Regions from separate parts of the Danio rerio genome. Here region 2 is linked to region 1. The links are chromatin contacts, called in public Hi-C maps. All regions are on one chromosome and are shown on one strand. The core of a region is the stretch at or near the end of the contact, and the rest is flanking DNA. Distances in the headings are between cores, read along the strand shown. Region 1 holds the start of kdm2ab (lysine (K)-specific demethylase 2Ab). Region 2 holds the start of tbc1d10c (TBC1 domain family, member 10C).

What was found. A called contact is a pair of places that touch in the nucleus more often than the background predicts.
Region 2: a Hi-C map of embryo shows a contact between it and region 1, with 2.0 times the contacts expected there. The contact joins the promoter of tbc1d10c here to the promoter of kdm2ab in region 1. A contact is called at or near these places in 2 of 18 Hi-C or Micro-C datasets (embryo and hematopoietic stem cells).

Annotation. Positions count from the first base shown.
Region 1 is chr14:26,063,710-26,067,643 of GRCz12tu, forward strand. It overlaps kdm2ab (lysine (K)-specific demethylase 2Ab), which reads left to right and starts at 1,555. Exons shown (of 23, transcript XM_005173143.6): 1 at 1,555-1,733; 2 at 2,519-2,557. The coding sequence starts at 2,522.
Region 2 is chr14:26,212,754-26,216,614 of GRCz12tu, forward strand. It overlaps tbc1d10c (TBC1 domain family, member 10C), which reads left to right and starts at 2,299. Exons shown (of 11, transcript XM_073921801.1): 1 at 2,299-2,452. It overlaps spon2a (spondin 2a, extracellular matrix protein), which reads left to right. Exons shown (of 6, transcript NM_131007.1): 6 at 1-320.

The DNA of each region.
Region 1 (3,934 bases), core at 305-2,804:
TGATATTATTATAATAATACTATTAAAATGTTCCTATGATTTATTTACAATACAGTTTGTAAAGTAATATTTTCTGTTTTACAGTAGAGATATTAAATGAGAGACTTGCTTTGTTTATATTAAAAAAGTGGATATAATTGGATTTACATTGTAAACATTAAATAAAACTTATAAATGTATTATTTGTTGATTTCATATTTTAAGTTTTTAGTTATGATACTCCCAAAATCATTCCGCATAACTCTGCAAGTCTTTTACAAAATTCTATGCCAAAATAGCAAAAAATTTTCTCAGATTCTGTCTCTGACCCAGCAAAAACACAATGGCACTTTTTAATGTTGGATCAATATGCCACAATATATGGGTTGTCCTGCTGTTTAACTTGTTATTGTATTGTATTGAGTCCATTGAACTTATGTGTTAATAATAGTGTTTTTAAAACTTTTGCTTGCTTTGTCACAGAAGATTTATTTATTTAATTTTTAACAGAGAACTTTTTTGTCTTACCTTTTATTTTGAAAAGAGGAAATGTGCAATATAAATCTGGACGTAATCTATAAGACACCGGAATACAAATACATACAGTTACAAAGTGTTAAGAACAATAAATAAAATAATCCATAGAAAGGAAAAAAGAAACGAGAACAAAATAAAGAAAGGGAAAGACTAACTTACTGGAAGCATGATTTTTTCATAAGTTTATATTAAATTGCAGATTTTGTTGTTGTTAGATAAACGTATAGCTTTAAGCAAATAATAAATTTCAATTAAAAATTAATAAATGAGGAGAGGATTTAAGAAATTTTTGTTTTACAGACAATTCATATCCTATACAAAGGCATTTATACAATATTGCAAGCAAAAGAGCCACTTTCCTAGGTTATATTATTTATATCTGAGCTGAATGCGTTCATTACTTCATTACAAAATTGCATTCTGCAAATACAAATGCTCATCAACTACACAAACCTCTATCCTAGACCCTAGTTATCAGACAATATTTCTAGATGTTTTCATAACAATCATTCAGTGGTTCAGTGTTTGAAAGATTTGGTTTTAATCCCCAACAGTAAACCAATCAGTGAACAGACATGTTGAACGATGCTGAATGATGGCAGGTGGCTTTTGACTTAGCTGTTTTACAAGACAATAACTATTATAATGCCTCGGTTTTAATCCTCTTACGAAATGCGGTTGCCAAAAATTGACCAATGAGTTTTCGTAGATCATATAGATGTGTGCGTTCATAGGTTTGTATTTCGACAAAAATATCCTCACCACTTATAGGCTGCAACAATGACCCGATTTTCTCTCCGCAGCCAATAAACCGCCCGGTCCACACAACAATTCGAACATTTATTGGCTCCCGTTATATATGAACGAGCTAGGGGCGTTACCAATCTGAAGCTCCTTTATGAATAGCGTCGCTTTCACCCAATCGTCTTTCGACGATTCGACGAAATCTTTAATTTGCATTGAAATTCGCATCTCATTGGCTGTTGCTTCTGGGGGCGTGTCGTATGAGTAGCTAGTAGTGGTGTGTGTGTGTATCATGACAATCTGAAAATGGCGGATGAAAGCGGATTGATTTAACTTTATCGAACAAAAATAAGAATATCAAGTGAAGAACGACACCATCGCACAGGATGAGTTTGCAGCTCCGCGGGGATTTTTAAGCATCCTCCTACACAGCGGCTCCACACTATCGGCGGAAAGCGAAAGTTGAAGGCTAGGTATTGTTTAAAGGTCTTTTTGTTTTGTTTCTAGCAGGCTAACGGGCTAGCGCGGTTTGTCAATGGAAATGCTAGTGGGTTAGCCGGATAGCCTCCACTGTCAGGAGCTTGACTCTGCTACTTTATACCCACCCTATATTTTCAGTAACAGAGCAGTTACAACCGAGCCTTGTGACGAACCCAAGCCCATTTATGTGGGGAATTATATTAACGTTATCGGCCTTCGGTCAACAGTAACGTTAACGTTAGTGAAGCGCTCCTTCAAGCTAGCTGCTTCAGACTAACTGCAATAAATGTCAGTTATCTGTCACAGTTCTTCGTTTATCATTTATTTTAGGAGTAACATGTAAATGGTTTAAGACTGTTTGGCATTTAAAACGTGCACTTACGTTCTCGTGAATATTCTCAAAAATGGAAAATGGGGTGTTTAAACGGGCTCTGTTGTCTGATCACATCTTACTACTGCTCATAACGAGTGTGTCTCAAAGCCCAGTGAGCAGCCTACTTAGGCAGCAGTTAACTCCTTTATAATACACAGAATGCTGTGAGGTGGGCAGTTTTGAGAAACATAAACCGGCTAATGTTTTTGATGTTAAAAAATTAAGAAGTACTTTCATAAAGTCGAGTTTTAAGGTCAGTGGTTGTTTAATGTAAGTAATTTTTTGCCTGGCTTCAAACAGATTAATTCATGGAATAAATAACTGCATTCGCTACACCTGATGCAATTTATTTATCAGCACCTGTAAGTAAATGTATAATTGCCAATGTGTATCTTCATTTTTCAGAGTATGTCAGAGGCTAAATCCCGTTATAGCAAACGACTGGTAAGTTTCTCATTTACTCAACAGCTTTTATCCAAACCAAATTGCTGTCTGGGGAACGTTTATAATCAGTTTTTTAAACGAGCTGTAATGCTGTTATATCGCCGACAGCTGGCGCTCGAACCCTGCCGTCACTCCCTGCCTATGGGTTTTGTTGACTTTACAGTGAACACGCCCGAGGGAAGATACTGTCAAAACCTCATTCTCATGTGTTTATGCTGTTATCTTGGAGGGACTGTGCCACAGCAGCTGTAAAATAATAAACTAACTTCTTTATTGTTTACTTTAATTGTCTCTGATATGTATATGGCCCATAAACACGAGTTTGAATAAAAGGAAAGTGTTTCAATAATATTTTGGAAAAAGCTGGATTTGGAGTTATATTTGAGGTAGAACTGGTTTTCCAAAAGTGTTAGTGCTTTTAAAATTTATATTTTATTTGGTTTTCTAGTTATCCAAATGCAGATTAAGCGGCCACACTTTACAACAAGGTTTAATAAGTTCATGTATTTACTAATATTAACTATTTATGAACAATATAGGGTAGTCGCGATACCATCACCAGCTGAAGAATCGTGGTATCAAGTAGTGTTGCAGTACTGTAATTCATAACTCAAATATGTGAAATAAAGAAAATAGTCAGAAATACTATATTTTATATGTTATAATAGGCCTTCTTTAATTGAATTTCTAATTCCCTTGTTATTGAAAAAGGTATTTGCACATCACTTCACCTAGGGTCCGTTCTTCGTAGCTCGCTTAAATGATCTAAGATGATTTGGCAGATCCTGGATCTTTTAATCTTGATAACTGATCTCTTGCTAATTTGGTTCTTCAAACAAGTTCGCGAATCAGATTAAAATGTCTGGATAAACTGATCTGAGATCGCTGCTTGTGTTGTGAAGGACAGATCTATCGATCCTCGAAATCATGATCAGCAATGCAGCGATTGGCTGACGGCACAGCAGCGTAATGACATCATCTGATTAATATTCAATTATCCATGTGAGCAAAATTACATCAAATTAGCAGTAAACGGTTTGTTAAATATGACACACAATAACCTTCCACATTTGTTGTGAGCTGCAGGCTTTACTCTTTCATGTGTCAAGAGTATTCATCATGTATTTCAATGCAAATCAGTGTATTTAGTTCTACATTTAGAAAAGATTTTTTTAATCGGTTTAAAGTATAACTGGTTGTTTACAAAAGCATTTTTATATTGGTAAAGGCTTCTGCAACTTTTGTGAAGCATCAAAAAACCGGCATATTAACTATCAAAACATGTTTATGACTGCATAAATGTATTATTGCTTTAAAAAAGTCACATATTCTGCATTTCTATTATACACAATTTGTACTAAAGCGATCTAAAAAGTT
Region 2 (3,861 bases), core at 1,049-3,548, 150 kb after region 1:
AAAAGATAGATTTGTGAGGGGTGTACTTAGACCCTGAGCACTGTGCATATAGGTTCAATATATTAGATATTATTATTATTCTATATATGGCCATATAAAATTATAGCTTATACATTTTAACATACAGTGTTCAGCATAACTGAGTACACCCCTATTGAAAATCAATATTTTTTATCCATTTCTCAGTGACTATAGACAATACTTGTTGGTGCTATTATACAAAACCATTTTATTACTCTGTTATATCCATTAAAATTAGATCAATATATGATTTAAATTCAAACCAGTTATTTCTACAAAATTAAAAAACACTAAATTTCAAGTACATTCATTCTTTTTTTATGTTTCTCTAATTTTTTCCTGCTTATTAAAATGTTATTTCATATCTTCCCCCAACATACTTTTGGAATGTTATCTTAAATAATTTTGTCAGATTAGTTTCAGTTTTGACTAATCTAATGAATATGGACTAATGTATTATTGTAGAGCATTCTATAGAAAATCTTAATTTACAACAGAGATCTGTGACGGGTGCACTCATGTTTGCTGAGCACTGAATCTCATATATGTAATTTGCATATATTGCCGTATATCAGCTTTCTATATGGGTTAGCACCGTAAATCTCATACAGACATGTTCAAAATGCTGTATGTGTAGAGTTTGCAATATTACGTGATGATATATCAAACTTTTACCCTTCATATGTCATTCATCAAATAGGGGACCGCCGAGTTGTTGTGTACACTACCTGTAAAGAGTCAGTAGTCATTAAGAATGTTTAATGTTACTGAAACTAGACTCTTCTGCACACCCACTTGATAAAAAAGATTGTAAAGGCAATAATATTGTGAAGTATTTGAACTTTTTCAAGTGTTTTCTAGTTGGATATAATGATTTGCATCATTGCTCCAGTCTTCAGTGTCCTTCACATGATCCTTTAAAACCAATATAACATGATGATTTGCTGCTCGGGGAACATTAATAATCAATTTTGACAATGACTGTGCTGCCTAAAATGATATATTTTTAATGAATGCCATAAAAAATCTATTTATTTAGTGAGGTTTTTTTTTTTGTTACATTCTTTGAAAGATTAATTTAGTTCCAGAATTAAAGTTTTGCCCCTTGTCAGTCAATAGATTCATTTCTTTATTCCTTCAGTTAAAAAGAGACTTAGGTTTTAGAAAAACACATGCATTTTCTCTCTATATAGCGGACTTCTATGGTGCTCAGTAAGCTGTACTTCTAAATTACAGTTTAAATAATCTACATGATCCCTCCCTGGAAATAAGGGTCTCTTCTAACAAAACAAGACCGAGAGAAGGTTGAAAAGTTTATAAATTAGAATTGTTCTTGGTGTAAAGAACATAATCTTAAAAACTCTTTAAAGAACCTTTAGTGGAATGAAAAGTCCCCATGGATGATAAAGATTCTTCATGTCAATAAAAAAAGGATCTTTTAAAGGGTGTAAGTATTAAAACAGACAGAACAAAAGTTCAATTGTAAATAATAATTCACTATATTACTGGTTTTACTGCATTTTATTTAGTCTTGGTGAGCATGACAGACTTATTTCATAAATAAAAATGTACAAATTCCAAACTTTTGACCAGTCATGTAAATATGTTGTATTTTACGTTTCTTCTAATAATAAACTATGAAATTCTTCCTCAAATCGTCTCAGCTTCTTGCATTTTTGCTGTACTATTCTTCAGTGTTAGTAATAAATTGTGCAAGAAATCAAATAAACTTTTGTACAACTTTTGTCCTACTGTCATTAAAACTAAATGATTTTATTTATTTATATATATTTTTTGCAATAATGTATTAAATATTAGAACAATACTAAATATGAGCTTTTTCATATCTAAAACATCCTGGACTCAAGACCAACTCTAGGACTTTTTCCCATCTCTCTACTTGTATTGACTTTATAAATCACACAAAGAATCACACAGCACTTTAATGAATAATCTACTTTGACAAATCTGTGGATAGAAAAAAAAACATGATCTGCAATTATAATTTGATTACTGCAGCTTGTGGACGAATATTAATCAGTTTGTTAGTACAGGCGAATATTGATGCCTAATGTTTTATTTTGGCAACATTGTCTTGCTTGAATGAAAGCAAATACAAATTTATATTGTGGTAGTTACACTTATTTAATTATCTGGGAAATAATAAAGTGTTACTATTGTGTTCCCTTTTTCTTAATTAAATAAGAGCCATCTTTTGAATTTCAGGGGGAAGTTTAGTCAGGGCGGCGTCTTTGTGCTTTGAAAAGTCGCCATCTTGTGGAGAAAACTGATATTACAGTGTCACAGGTTAATATTGATCACACATTTAAACCAACAAATTTTCCTTATTTGTTCTTTAACGTAAAGCTCAAATTCTATTATTTCAAAGCCGTGAAACACATTCAGAAAGTCAACTTTCTTCTACGTGTAGGTAGGTATATCTAAATATTTTACAAACACACACCATTTGTTTCATGCGTCAGCGTTTGAATGGGTGATCATGAAAAGTTCCAGAAAAGAAATAATTTTAAAGATGTTTGGACATAGTGATGTGTTTATTTTTCTGTTTCAATCCAGAATAAAACATTTCTATTTGATTTGTAATGAGATAGTTGGAGTGTAAATGTCAAACGCTACTGAGTCAACAGTTTAATCAGCTGATGAAATACAGACAGTGCCATTTCTCACATAATAGACTGCTCTGTATTTTGCACCACGTTGCTTTTGACCTACTCCCGGTTGGGATTGATTTAATTTTTTTTTTTTATAATTTATTTCTTTTGCTATTTGGTTATTAATGTATTTTAAGTGCAAAGGCACATGATTATATTTTAATTAATAATGATTTTGGATTATTGGTCAAATGCATGCAGTTCTACCAGGTAATTTTTTAAAAATAAAAGTTTATGTGACAATCTTCAGTAGTGATTTCTGTTATTCAATGCTTTTTATTTGACATTTTAAAGAACATTTATTTTCTAATTTTAACAAATAAAGGCAGTGCTTTCAGAAAAATATTGACTCACTAAAAAGCAGTTGTTTTCTTTTATTGTCCAAGATGTTTTAGCTCATAACCAATTGTTTCGTGCCACAATGTCAGAGCTTAAGTATGATGCACACTGGTTGTTGACATATTTTGTTCATATTAGACTCACGGCCTGACATTTTGTACAGATTATATTCAGATTTTTGCAAGTATTTAATGATTTTGCTCTGAGAGAAAATGTTGGATTATTCAAGAAATATGTAACTCTTCAATATATTCAATATATTGCCTCCATGTGTTAATAATTAAATTAATAAACTGCCCTTTTTATATTCTTGCTGATATAATGATAACTTAAAACTAATCAGCCGATAAATATCAGCGGCCAATACATCAGTGCATCCCTTATTTTTATAAAACCCATTTCTGTCCGTTTTTTTCTTTTTTAAATATGAACGCAGGCTGGTTGGCTGGTTTCATCTGGTCGACCAGCCTGGATTTAGAGGTGTTTTGGCCAGTTCCAGCCTGGTCCTGGTCAGACTAGGAGATGACCAGCTAAAACCAGCTTGACCAGTCTAGCCTGGGAGCCCAGCCAAAACCAGCTATTTCCAGCTTAAACCTGGTTGGTCATGCGGCTCATTTCTCAGCCTGACCAGCTAGGACCAGACTGGAAATGGCCCAAACCCCTTTAAAACCAGGCTGATCAACCAGCTAAAACCAGCCAACCAACCTAGGCTGGTTAAAGCAGTTTTTTTCAGCAGGAAAAAATGTGTGTTTTTTATTAGAATACCTTCACACTCATTTGCTTTCACAAATTACACTATAGCTACAAAACTGTAACACTTATGAACTTG